3 separate regions of the Mus musculus genome follow, and all the other regions are linked to region 3. A link is a contact called in public HiChIP or PLAC-seq and promoter capture Hi-C data. All regions are on one chromosome and are shown on one strand. Each heading gives the region's core, a stretch centred on a gene start, on an enhancer-like site or on the middle of the called end of the contact. The rest is flanking DNA. Distances are from core to core; before and after follow the strand shown.

Evidence for each region. Promoter capture Hi-C pulls out the DNA fragments that hold promoters and counts their contacts. HiChIP or PLAC-seq counts read pairs in DNA pulled down with a chosen protein or histone mark.
Region 1: a contact with region 3 is called in an H3K27ac HiChIP or PLAC-seq map of extraembryonic endoderm stem cells, with 6 times the contacts expected there. The contact joins the promoter of Aasdh here to the promoter of Kit in region 3. A contact is called at or near these places in 2 of 115 datasets of contacts at active chromatin or transcription factors (extraembryonic endoderm stem cells and large pre-B cells).
Region 2: a contact with region 3 is called in a promoter capture Hi-C map of hippocampal neurons, with 4 times the contacts expected there. The contact joins the promoter of Cep135 here to the promoter of Kit in region 3. A contact is called at or near these places in 2 of 39 promoter capture datasets (hippocampal neurons and stem cell-derived epiblast-like cells).

The regions. Positions count from the first base shown.
Region 1 is chr5:76,903,728-76,908,482 of GRCm38.p6, reverse strand. Aasdh (aminoadipate-semialdehyde dehydrogenase) reads left to right here and starts at 3,007. Exons shown (of 16, transcript NM_173765.4): 1 at 3,007-3,060; 2 at 4,103-4,274.
Region 2 is chr5:76,586,457-76,590,696 of GRCm38.p6, reverse strand. It overlaps Cep135 (centrosomal protein 135), which reads right to left and starts at 1,998. Exons shown (of 26, transcript NM_199032.3): 1 at 1,773-1,998.
Region 3 is chr5:75,572,724-75,577,585 of GRCm38.p6, reverse strand. It overlaps Kit (KIT proto-oncogene receptor tyrosine kinase), which reads right to left and starts at 2,599. Exons shown (of 21, transcript NM_001122733.1): 1 at 2,468-2,599. The coding sequence starts at 2,534.

The DNA.
Region 1 (4,755 bases), core at 1,758-4,257, 1.3 Mb before region 3:
CCATCCACAGGGGGCCCTCAAGCCTTGATCACTAATTGAGAAAATGCCTTACAGCTGGATCTCATGGAGGCACTTCCCCAACTGAAGCCCTTTCTCTGTGACAGATGGGGAAAGAGGCCATGGATAATCACCATGGCTTCTTCATTCAGAACGAAAGCCTAGTGGCCTTTTCCACTCTACTGACGTGCCCATGGTCAGTCCTGGACATGTCTCTGCTTGTGTGAAGCTTATTTGTTGGAGTTGGCCAATCCAAAATGAGAGGGGGACCCACCCTGTACCACTAAAAATATTTAAATGTTCAGTGAGAGTGGGTGAGGGGGACTTGGTTTTGAAAATCCCCTCTTCACTAGTGAGAGAATGTATATACTCTGTATATACTTTGGCTTTTAATAAAAGATGTTTGCTGTGATTCATTTCCAGTCTTTTAAATTCTTGGGAAATCACTGGGAAAAAAAAACTAAACCAAGCTAAGATCCCTAGATAGAAACTCTTGTGCTAATAGAAAGAAGCTTTGGGTCTGATACAGGCCTATAATCCTGCACTTGGGAGGCTAAGGCAGGAGGTTCTTGAACTTCCAGGTCAACATGGCAATATTGAGAAGAAAATCAAACTACGCTGGAATCAGACATCTGAAGGATGAGGTGTTATGGGTTGGGTTAACGAGTTAAAGAATTCCTTAAATAAAGCCGTGACATACTGAAAGTATTGGAAAAAGCAGTTCACAATGAAAATCTTTTTAAAGTGTAAATTTCAGGCCCTGACTGGAAAAGCTTGACCGCCTACAGGGATAAGGAATTGGGATTCCCCTTTAAAATCAGCCCAGGCCGTTCTGATGTCGTTGACCAGAGACTGGAACAACAGAGCATCGAGTTGAACAGGAGGCTAAAAGGAGAGGTCCACTGGGCAGGTAAAAGACGGTGTTCTGGCTGGGCTAGATAGTTGGCTTAGTGGTTAAGAGCACGGACTGCTCTTCTGAAGATCCTGAGTTCAAATCCCAGAAACCACATGGTGGCTCACTACCATCTGTAATGAGATCTGATGCCCTGATCTGGTGTGTCTGAAGACAGCTACAGTGTACTTAGATATAATAATAAATAAATCTTTTTTTTTTAAAAAAAAAGACGGTGTTCTTTCTAGAGAGAGAAAAGTCAAGTGTGCTGGCTAGTTCTTTGTCAGCCTGACCCAAGCTAGAGTCATGCGGAAAGAGGGAACCTCAACTGAGAAAACACTTCGTCGCATTGGGCATTCTTCTTGCTGCATGACTGATGTGGGCAATGACACCCCTGGGCAGGTGGGCTGCTCTTCCAGAGGGCCCAGGTTTAATTCTCAGTATCCACAGGGTGACTCAACAATTAACTCTGGTTCTAGACAACCTAGTAAGATCATTTTGTGGCCTTGCTCCAGGCACCATGTGTTGCATAAACATGCACTTAAAAGACCTATACACATAAAACAATTTTTAAAAAGGAAAGAAAGAAAAGCAAGCTAAGCAAACCAGTAACCACCATTATTCCAGTCTCTGATTCAGGCCTTGAGTTCCTGTCCTGACTTGTGATAGTGATAGTGCTTTGATAAATCTTGGTTCCCCCAAGTTGCTTTTGGTCATGTTTTATCACAGCAATAGAAAGCTAAGAGAACAAATACAACACTTAAAAAGGTGTTTGGCGAGGCCCATAGTACACAGGAAAATGTGGTTTTCAAACAGGTATTTCCTGCACTGTTTGGAGGGACAGATGAGAAGGCAGATCTGATTCCATGACAGGCTTCAAATTAGCAGTTTAGGAGACTAGGCCTAAGGTCAGGCAAATCAGTTACTAGAAGAAGAAGAAAAAAAAAGGCTTCAGGCAGTTAGTCAGAACTGCCCTGATATCTGAGACTGCCTGGCCACCTAGCCTGAGGTAAGGACAATGGGTCAGCAACAGTTTCCAGACTTCCTCTACAAAGATTTCTAGACTTCCCAGTAACAATGCCTAGAGATAAGTAAGATAAAGCTCTCCTACCCTGGAATTCCAATGTGCTTTCAATGGAGCCTGCGAGCTCATTTGCTTTTACTCTGTGTCTTTGTAATGGGGACGACCCCACCATGCTGAGCTACAGAATAAAACACACTTTGTGTTTACATACTATTTGAGTCCAGGGTGTCATTCTTCATGGACCCTTACAAGCTTCTGTTTTCCAGCAGATAAGGACACACTCCTTTGTTTTTTAAGGCACTGTATGTAGATAGTGCTTAGCCACTTCCACCTCTCCCCCCAACAGGAACCAAGACAAAAATCCCATCTTTCCTCTCTGCGAGGGCACAGTAACTCACCACAGTGGTGACCCTTCCCATTTATTGTAATAATTGTGCCATCGGAAAAACACACATCCAGGCATACAGTGGCTTTAGGGACTGCTGTTGACCTCAGACAGGCCTGGGTTTCCTCATAGGGAAGTGTTGTAAATAGCTGCAAACGCCAGTTAGGAGTTTCATTCTGACAGGGGGCTTCCCTGGCATACTTCACCGCTGCCATGACGGTCGCAACCAATCTTGAGTATGTTCCCAGAAGGTGTGGAGGGGATAAGCCAAATTTACTCGCCAATTAGGCGGTGATTACTTCACTTCAGCCTTTGGGATATTTCTACCCGCACTTTAAGGAACGAGGAGACTCCGGGTCTCGGAGATATGGCTCTGCTGTCAAGGAAGCTCACTGGCCATCCAGAGGTCCCTTCTAGGTCTCCAGCACCCATGTGGTGGCTCACAACCACCTGGGACTATGCTCCAGGGAATCATCGGCCCCTGCAGGCACACGGAACACTCAAATTCACGCAGACGCACAGGCATGTTGCCTGAAGCGTCACCTTCAGCGGCAGGGCTGAATCCGCACGGACCAAACCCGTTGGGCCAAACGCGGCGGAGACCTGTGCGCCACGTCTGGGCGGAGCCCCGTAGGCGAGAGCCCGCCCCCCGACGCTGGAGTGACGTCACGGGCGCCCGAAGATGACGCAGAGGTCCGTTTTACGGCTGCTGAGCGTCTGCGGCTGGGCTAGGAAGTGCACGCCACGCGCTGTCGTGAGAAGGTGGGGCGGGAGAGCGCGGGCGACCCGGGGAGACTTTGTGAGCTGCCGGACCCCAGCTTGGAGCGGCTGTGTGGGTCACCTCGGTCACCTGCTGCGCCACCTCTTAGCGTGGTTCCGAGAGCCAACGAGAGGCTTTTGTGATTGTAATTAAGGTGGCTGCGTGAGAAGTATAAGATGCAGACGGATAATTTACCTATATATATAATGCCCAGTATAGGGAGAACCCTTAAGATCAGGATCTGTTGGTGATTAAATGGCTTTATTTACAGTTGTACATTACCGAGCTGCTAATCTTAAGGCTATAACACGAAATTTGCTTGCTAGGTCATCCCTTTTCATGGCTCACTTGTTTTTCTTTCCTTTTCTTTTTTTTTTTTTTAATTTAAAATTGTGCGTGTGTGCGCGTGCAGCATGGTGAAGAAACAAAAAGGACCTTTCGGAAGTGGGTTCTCTCCTTCCATTATGTGAGTCCCGTGATCACACTTAGGTTTTCTGGTGTGATGGCAAGTTAGTTTCTCCACTGACCCATCTCGATGGCCCAAGTCAGTCTGAAGGGAGGGGAGGGGGACAAAGACAGGGACAGAGACATAAAATTCAATGGCTGACATGAATATCTGGACAAGACTGAATTTTGCCACTGGGAGCTTTTAAATTCAAAGTAGAAAAACTCCTTAATTATAGATTTTGTGTGGTGAGTTTTGTAGCTAGTTATAAAAATGACATTTTAAGAACTAAGTTATAGCCGGGCGTGTTGGCGCACGCCTTTGATCCCAGCACTCAGGAGGCAGAGGCAAGCAGATTTCTGAGTTCGAGGCCAGCCTGATCTACAAAGTGAGTTCCAGGACAGCAAGGGCTACAGAGAAACCCTGTCTCGAAAAAACAAAACAAACAAAAAAAACCTAAGTTATAGTCTTGTTATTCTACTGCTGTGAATTATGTTAGTAGATTATATTTTCTTGTGAGAAAATAGCAGTTACACGTGCTTGCTTTTTAGAGAAAAGGCAGCTTTTAAACAGACTTTTTTTTTTTTTTTTAATTTTAGGTATAGCAGTGTTTTACCTGCATGTATGTAAGTGCACCATGTTCGTGCCTGGTGTCTTCAAAGGCTGTGGGATCAGCCAGAACTGGAACTATGGACTGTATTGAGCTCCCCAGTTGGGTGCTGGTATGGAATCTGTGTCTTCTGAAAGAACAAGGACGGTTTAACTCCTGAGGTACATCCCCAGGTTCAAACTAGATTTTTGTAAAAATATGTATAATACATTAATGTGGAAAATTGGGCGCTTAACAAAATTTATTTGGGTATTCTGTGGTCTTCTGTAGGCAAAAATAGCAGGAGATACTCTACTGCAATAGCCTTTTTTTTTTCTTTTTCTTTCTTTCTTTTTCTTTTCTTCTCTTTTTTTTTTTTTTTTTTTTTTTAAAGATTTATTTATTTATTAGATGTAAGTACACTGTAGTTGTCTTCAGACACTCCAGAAGAGGGCATCAGATCTTGTTACAGATGGTTGTGAGCCACCATGTGGTTGCTGGGATTTGAACTCCGGACCTTCGGAAGAGCAGTCGGGTGCTCTTACCCACTGAGCCATCTCACCAGCCCCTTTTTTTTTTTTGAGACAGGTTTCTCTGTGTAGCCCTGGCTGTCCTGGAACTCACTTTGTAGACCAGACCAGGCTAGCCTCGAACTCAGAAATC
Region 2 (4,240 bases), core at 749-3,248, 1.0 Mb before region 3:
AGAGAGTAGAAAACCACTGTGGAACGAGCCAAACAGCTTCCTATTAAGTGAAACACAGTCCTAGCTGATAACACCATAATTCTATTCCTACAGCTTTACAAAAGAAAACGGACAGGAATATGCACAGGGAGACTCCAGCAGCTTCACCTGTAACTGTACAGAGCTGGAAAGGGGATGAACAAGCTATCCTACGCGGGCTAGAAACAGTTTCACGGGCCTCTGGAGAGTCTCTGGAAAGGATAGATCTTTTTTCCCAAAGTGATAGAGGACTGCCTGGGGTAAGTTACCCAGGCACAGACATTCATGGAAAGTGCTTAAAGGCACACTGAAGGTGCATTTCACCGTGTAAATTTCACTCCCATATTGGTTCTTTTCATTATTTTGAAATATACCATCCTGACTGGTCTAGAACTCATATTATTGGCCAGACAGCCCCATCTTTTTCTTCTGCCTGTGCCTTTGAGTGCTAGGACTACAGATGTGTACCACCAGGCCCAATCTTACTTCCTTTTTTTTTTTTTTTTAAGTAACACACATGTAAGTAGCTCAGTATACATTTTTATGCTTGTCTATTTCTATGCTTGTTTGTTTACCGTATCCAGGGTTAAGCACTGAGCCTATGACATGGTAGGAGAGCACTCTTTACTGGGCAATACCTCCAGCTGTTATACTTGTCTTCTCAAACACCTATGATTATTTATTATCTCTACCAATCTGCCCTAAAATTGAGTTATGCAGAGACCATTTCTAACCTTTGCCAAAAAATTGTAGTCATAGAACTCATGTTTCTAAATCAAATAAAAATTATGTCCTTCACCACTAGTAAAAATTATAAGTGCACATAAATGAATACATGCAAAACCTGATGCTCCAAACACCCATTGTGGGATCGAGTACCAATGTCACCGTTCCTATTTAAAGCATAAAGCCAAGAAGGCTGTCCCAAGAAAATAGCTTCCCCAACCACAGGGCTACTTCTAAATTAGTGTTTCTTCTTGGTTATCCCCGTTAACAAATCTAGGATCTTCTTTTAGAGGCTTCCCCTAGGGCTTTCTAGGTCCCTCCACAAAAGGACTTGATTGATGCCGGAGGTGTTTTACAGAAACTCCTGTGCTCACAAGAAAAACATCTGACAAGATAAATTAGCGGGGCAAACTCCAAGAACTATGCCCCCTCCTTGACAGCTGCCAACTCCGGGTACCAGGAAACCATCTTTCTCCATCCTTCATGAAGGCAGAATGAGAATACGAATCAAAAGACCATGGGCCATAATAAGTAAAGTCCTCCAGGCTGGGGGGTGATATGTACATATTAGGGTTTCCCCTATATTCCAGATCACAAGCTTTAAATCAAAACAGCCGAAAAGGGTAGGTTCCGCAGTTACAACTAGCTGTCCACTAAACCCTGGGGCGTTGTTGTCTCAAAGCGGGCACCTCTTACTTTCTCAGAAATATGCAACCTGCGGATACAGTAGCGTTTAAAAAAACCAACACCAGAGTGCGGGCACCGCAAAGGGCACGGGCCGGAGCGGCCAAGCAGTCCTTCCCCGGCTCAGGCCGGAGGGTGGAACGGCAGTTCTCCTCGGGTCGGCCCCGGGCCGCACGGACGGACGGACGGACCGACGGACTGTGGGACGGTCCCCGCGCCGCCCTCCCGCACTTCCTCCCGGCAGCGCCCGGGCTCCCGCCCTCGCTCGGGGGTGGGGGTGGGGACCGCCCCGGAGGCCCCGCGACCCGGCCCAGCCCCCGCGGCCTCCCCCGGGTGCGCCTCACCGCCGCTCCGTCCCGAGGTACATCGCCCTCCGGACCCGCTGTCCCCGCTGGCTCGTCCTGCTGCGGCCAATGGCTCCGGCACGAGCGCGGTTTGAAAATGGCGCGGAGAGAGACGGTCGCGGCCCACAAGGAGGGAGCGCCGCCGTTGCCCCGGTAACGGACCGGAGCGGCCCACAGTGGCGGCGCGCGCGCCGGCCGCCCGGAGATGGCGGCTTTCGGCCCTCGGTGCCCGGAAACGTAACGGCCGGCCGATGCCGGGGCTACGGCGCCCCCTGGCGGGGAGCCCGAACCTCTGCGGTGCCCGAGGACCTTGCCAACTGGCCGCTGGCGGTAACCATCAGCTAACCCCCAATGACCTTTCACAGGTGAATTTCTGCTGATCGCCCTGTCTTCCCCCTGGATGTCACTGTCCTTGCAGCTTCTCCTGGCTACCACTTGATAACAGTTATTGCCCCGTACCCATGTAAACCCCCAGAATAGAATCCGACCATCAAAACCTACTTGTTTACGTTTCTCCCTGCTGCTTCCAATTGTGGGCTCCTTGAATCAGATATTCTTTTATTCAACTGTATTTCTCTAGCATCTGTCACAGTATTTGTAAATGTTAAATTGAAATGAATTGCTTACAATAGCTTGCTCATGGTTACAAAGATCATGGTCAAATCCCCAGAGTCCACCACTCTCCTAAAAACTTTCTAGATGGTTAAGAGTTGAGTTTTTGTTTGTGCGTGTTTTGTTTTCTTTTGTTGTTTGTTTCTGCTTATATTCCTTACCAAGCCGGCCTTTCCTCTGACTATGTACTTTGTCCACTGCTCAGCACGGAACTGTATGTTGGGATGTGAATTGCTCTGTGCCGATTCATTCTTTGTTTTCACGTCTCAGTCTCCATTTTGTGTGCTTTGTCCGTTTTTAATTGGAAGTTTTAAGGAGCTAATGAATCCTGTAGAGATTTTTATACCATCTTGCACATATACAAGTAAGCATATGTTTATGTAAAGACAAATATCTTTTTTAAAAAAAGTCATAAATATCAGAAATTGGCTGTGCATAGCCATCTAGTGAAGATAGATAACATTGGTGGCCCCCCTTACCCCAAACACACACCAACTAAATGTTAGAACAAAACTCAGTGAAGAAATACAACGGGGTACATGGGATTGAAAGCTACAGTTAGCCTTTGTTCCAAGTGGCATTGATAACCCAGAGTCAGGGTCACTGCTGACCTCCGAGGCCTAAGGTCAGGGATCCTGGCACACAAAACTTGAAAGATGAGAATGCAGAATGCTGCTGCTTCCCACCCAAGTCCTAGCGCTTTAAGCAAATTGCATGGCTGTGGAGGCATGGAGGAAAACAGATGCCCTCACCACAGAAAGTGAGCTTTGTAGACTTAATATCAGCACCAACAGGAGTTCCTGAAACACTTAGAATGAGGTTTGCCTAGAGGCTGGTGGGGTCCTGATTGTAAGGAGGAAGAAAGCCAGATGTAAAGGTAAAAGAGTTGCTTTCACTGAAAACTGATGCTGTAGTTTAGATCTGAAATGTGGTGGTCTGAAGGAGATTGGCCCCTATAGCCTCATATACTTGAATAGCATGACCCCTAGTTGGTGGAACTGTCTGGGAAGGATTAGGAGGTGTGACCTTGTTGGGAAAAGTGTGTCACTGGGGATGTGATGGCTAACATTATATTGATGGCTCACTTTAAAACTGCTTGAGAGAAGCAGAAACCAAAAATGGACTTCCAATGGGTTAGATTTTAAAATTGCCTGGTTTTGCACAACTTTAACAAAACTACTGTTTCTGCTTCGTAAACAAAAGCTTGTTTTACATGAGATGACTTTGTGCTCTTTGCCTGTGTAAGTCCCCCACTGAGGTGGCTGGGGGCTGTGCTGCACTCAGGAGTTCCCAATCTGGGTGTTGAACTGGTGTCTGTATATGAAAGTAGCTTCTTTGTTAAAACTTACTAATGGTCAGACTGGCGAATCTCCGAACCACCTCAGACCTATAACAGAGGCAGGTTTTGAGGTTTCAAAACCCATGCCATTCCCAGTTAGCTCTATCTTTTTGGAGCTTGTAGATCAAGATGTGAGCTCTCGCCAGGTGGTAGTGGCACATACCTTTAATCCCAGCATTCGGGAGGCAGAGGCTGGCAGATTTCTGAGCTCGAGGCCAGCCTGGTCTACAAAGTGAGTTCCAGGACAGCCAGGGCTACACAGAGAAACCCTGTCTTGAAAACAACAACAACAACAACAAAAAAAAGCTCTCAGCTGCTAATCCAGTACCACCCCTGCCTGACTGCCTGCCTGCTGAAACACTCCCTGACATGATGGGTATTGTCTTAGTTAGGGTTTTACTGCTATGAACAGAGACCATGACCAAGGCAACTCTTATAAGGACAACATTTAATTGGAGCTGGCTTATAGTTTTAGAAGTTCTGTCCATTATCATCAAGGTGGGAACATCAAGGTGGG
Region 3 (4,862 bases), core at 1,350-3,849:
GCAGACATTTACTGATTGTGAAGCCCCAAGTATGCACAAAACACATCCATGATATGATATTTAAAGCACAGTAGGAAGAGTGTTGCAAAAGCATGGCATACATGATTTATAACGTCATACGAATGTGTGGATGGATGGGGAGAGCCCAGAATGGGGGAGACGTGGAATTATTGAGGATCTCTTCAAGGAACTATCAGATTATCTCCAGCAGGATCGTAAGCCAGAATGCCAGGTGCGTGAATGACCATGAATGACTAGGGACTTGCACCTGCAGGAACAGGGGGTGTGGGGAGGGGGAGGAGGTCTGATTCACTGTTCTAGGACCATCCTGTTGAGCTGTAAACCCACTGTGAATGCCCCGGAAGGAGGGGTTACTGCAGAGCAGGCACTGGTTAGCCCTCCAAAGGTTACAGCATAAACAAAAACACAAAACTGCTTCCTGCAAAGCCTGGAGCAAAACCGTAACACACACACACACACACACACACACACACACACACCCCAAAAGGCCCTTAGACAAGAAAGCTGCTTTCTGAAATTGTGAACTCCTCAGATCCTTCGTGATGCAAATGTCTTCAAGTACCTTCCGTGGAAACCAAAGTCCCCCCCAACACACACCCACTCCCAATTTAAATGACCGCCCAAGGGCACAAAACCAAGGAGGCAGAATGGCTGAAAAGGAGGCCTGAAACGGGAGAGACAGAGAAAGGAATTACAACACACCCTGTGCCAGGAATCAGACCTTCAAATTCCCTCTGCCAAAAAGTTATTGGCCAGAGCAGACTAATCAGGGGGAAAATGCAAACCATTGACTCGTTTCTGTTTTCAAAAGGGAACTGTGATCTTTGTGGCGTTCCACCTTGCTCTAAAGCAGAACAAGGTGGAAAACGTAAAAGATCACTGGGGTCATTTTCAGCTAAGTGGTCAAATATGCCTAGGAATCTGAACACTCATTTGTGACCCTTGGTGACCCCTCTTCTGTGCGCGCAGAGGTCCAGATGCAAGACTTCCCCCACAAAAAAAAAGCCCTCTCCCAGCCTTTCAAAAGCATCTAGGGAGTGAGATCTGGAAAACGCAGTCAGCGGTGGGCTCAAAACAGGTCACAGAGATGCTGGCCATCTGACGCCTTATTGCAGCGTGCAGATTGTCTCTAGCCTATAGCATCAAGGTAACCTAAAAGGGTTTCTGGTTTTTGTTTTGAAAATGACCTAGGAGGGAGCAGGGCTTCAGGACTAAGCAGGCAACCTGCACGGGCAGTGCACCAGCGACACCTGGCAAAAAAAGGGGCAGGGCTGAGGAGCTCCGGAACCTTAAGATCTTGAGACCCAAGTTACCCTGCAAAAGGTAACAAGATTTTCCCAACAGCTTGAAGAAACAAATGCTATTTGCAGAAAGCTTACCCCTTCTCCCCCACCCCCTAGCCTCCCCAGGCAGCCCTGAGTATGGCTATCACGTGGGAGAGGGTTTCTGGATCTCGGGATTCCCCTCCAAAAAAAAAAAAAAAAAAAAAAAACGGCCACCTGCGATTACAAGTCGCATACACTGAAACCAGAGGTTTCCAAAGCTGGGGAGAACTGACTCGGTCCTGGTCCAGCGCGCACGAGGTGGCAAGAACAGCTGCGTCCCCGCACGCAGTCCCTGATTCCCAGAAGCTGGCGACCAACGTAGGCTACAGCAGCTCCCTGGCGCGTGGCAGCAACGAACACCGTGCGGCTGCAGAGAGGGGCGAGCCCCTAGCACGAGATTTACAAAAGGAAAAAGTCTGCAACCTAGCGGCTGCTCGCCACACGCCCGGCTCAAGTTGTCCCCATAGCCGCCACCTACAGGCTCGTGGGGTCCCGCCCCAGAGCCTCACGCCGCGTGCTCCCCGTGCAAAAAACGGAGTTGGGTGGGGGCAAGCAAGCCCGAGATTCGTCTCCTCGGGTGGCGCCGCGCACGATGAGAGCGGCTGCAGTTGCGTCCCCAGCACTGTGCACAAAGAGCGCCCGAGGTGGGGAAGCAGCGGCCGCAAGAAAAGGCTCTCCAACTTTGCCCGGCGTGTGTCCGGGACCCGTGGGCTGGTTGTCCCAGGCGTCGGTCACCCACGCGCAACTTTTAACAAAAAGGAAGCCGTGGCCGCACCTCGCTCGGAGAGAGGACGCTCTCGGTGCGAAGCCCGAGGCCGCCCGCCCCTGCCACCCGCGCGCAGTCGGCACAAAAGCATCACCAAACTCGCCCGCAGCCTGCAGCTCGCTGCCTGGGTTCCCAGAAGACCCTCGGCCCCGGGTCTCCACCACCCGGGCTGAGGTCTCTCAGCTCAGGTGAGCGAGGCGGGCCACCAGAGTCCCGCGGCCGCCTACCACCTTCGAGGTGGTAGGCATGGGAAAAGCCAACAGCTACCACTCCGGACGCACCCAGGTGGCACCCCTCCCGGACCCGGGCTGCGCCCACAGAGGGTGCAGTCCTCTTGTCTGCCGCTCTTTCCCACCTGTCTGGCCACGGAGCAGGACCAACAGGACGCAGAGCAGATCCCAGGCGCCGCGAGCGCCTCTCATCGCGGTGGCTGCGCTAGACTCTGAGCTCCTCTCTCTGCTACAGCTCTCGCCCAAGTGCACCGAGCGCGGCAAAGCCGAGCCCCCAGAGCCACTAGCGGCGCGCGACAGCCCCTCCTCCAGCCCTCCTCCCAGCTCGTGGCCACGCCCCTCCCTTCTCCCGCCCGGGTCGCACTCCCTCCCGCTGCCTAGTGCCCGGGGCTCTCGGGCTGCAATAAGCTGATCCCGGGGGCGCTGTGCCCTCTAAGACCAGGAGCCCCCACAGGCCCTCCACCCTGGATCCTCTTCCTCCTAGCACTCTCCCTCCATCGGTGGTCCTTCAGTCCAGGCGGCTGGCTGGCCACGCAGGTGCTGCCCGCGCTTTGTGAAGCCCAGCGCCACGAGCGCATTAGGTACGGGCCAGCCACCTGGCAGGTGCTCCCTAGACAATAAAGGACAACCACCGGTCCCTCCAGCAAGCTCCGGAGCGGGGAGAATATATTCGGCTTATGGTGGAGGTGTTACTAGTCGGGATTGCCGGGCGAAGGGATTAGGAAACTGGGTCCCCAACATTTATTTCTGTTCCTGTTGGTAGAGGAGGACGGATCGTGGCACCCCTGACCTCAGTAAAAGACCGAGCCCACGTTTAAGTAATTTTTCATGCTCAGTTTCTCCACCTGCTGCGAAACCTGTAAGAATACAGCTGATTTCTATTGGCCAGCGTGGACCTCCACCCAGCCAAGCTCCTGCTGAGACTTGTGGAAACTGGGCCAGTGGACTACAGAGGCATCCTGTGAAGGAGTTAGCTTTGAAACTCGGTTTTTAAAACCTATTTGCATTTGGGTGCCTTTTCTCTTGTGTTAATTATTTTTTTAATCTCACCCTCAACACCCCCCCCCCGCCCCATCCCCTCTGAGTCCCCCTTTCCCCAACTCGATCCGACTGTGGTCTGCCTTAGGAGCAAGATAAAAGCAAAATAATTTCCTTTTAAAGTTTTTTTTTAATGTGTATGAGTGTTTTACTTACATGAATATGTGTGTGTGCCACGTGTGTGACTAGTGCCCAGGGAGGTCAGAAGGATGTCAGATCTCCTGAAACTAGAGTTACGGATGCTTGTGTATCATCTTGTGGGTGCCTGGAGCCCAACTACTCTTGTTCTTTGTTTGTTTCTTTGTTTGTTTGTTTGTTTGTTTCGAGACAGGGTTACTGGCTGTCCTGGAACTCACTTTGTAGACCAGGCTGCCTCGAACTCAGAAATTCGCCTGCCTCTGCCTCCCAAGTGCTGGGATTAAAGTCATGCGCCAACTTTCTTGTTCTTAACTAATTGACCCAACTCTCCAACTCCTAAAGTAATTCTCTTAAGACAATTTCTACCTAGGGACATTTCACAGTCACTGTGGCTATCCGGGGGTGGACAGTAACAATCTGGGTTTTTATAGTATCCGGGTCTACAGTTAACGTTATGAAGTAGAGAAGATAAACGTTTGTTTTGGGGGTTCTTTAAGTCCCAAGATTGTACACTTAATAGTGTTTAAGTGTGAGACCTCAAACCAATATTTTTTCTGGTATCGTTTCCCCACATATTTTTTTATAATTTGTTTACTTATTTATTATTTGTTTATTGAAGGTGCTTCATGTGGGTGTCAGAGAACAACTTTGAAGAGTGTGTTCTTTCTCTCCACTGTATAGGTCCTGGGACTCAGGCACCTTCCAGCTTGGTAGCAAGAGCCCTAGACGGTCCAAATGAGTGGTCTCACTGGCATCCTGACAAATGGATTAAACAGCCCTACAGAATGCTTAAAAGTGTAAACTAGGGCAGACACACACCACCACAAAAATGTAATAAATTGGAAGGTAGGTAGATAGGTGGGTGGATGGATGGATAGATGGATGAGTAGATAAATAGATAGATGGATGGATAGATAATACAAATAATATTTTTAAGAATGGAAAAATAAAAGGGAGATAATCACTGGGGAAAATAACAATTTAAATACACATGGCCTCATTGAGTATCATCAAGAATAATATATCACTTCCCAGCTTTCTGACATCATTTAATATTGAAGCCATCCTTTCGGATATTGACAGGCTTAAGAAAATTCATTTTCCAAACTATTCACTTAAAATGTGTCAGTACTAGAGAATGATCAAATGACCCAGGTATATAACTGCCTCTCCTGACACCACTTAATGTGTCCCTTCCTTAAAAAGTGCACTTTGGAGCACCTTCAGGCCAGCAAGGAGGAGCGAGGCACTGTTAGTAGATGTGGCCCCGTGCTCACCATCCGTGGGATCTGAGATGGGAGCCCTGCCCAGCATCCTTGTAACCAGTTCTGGTCATGCAGTTGC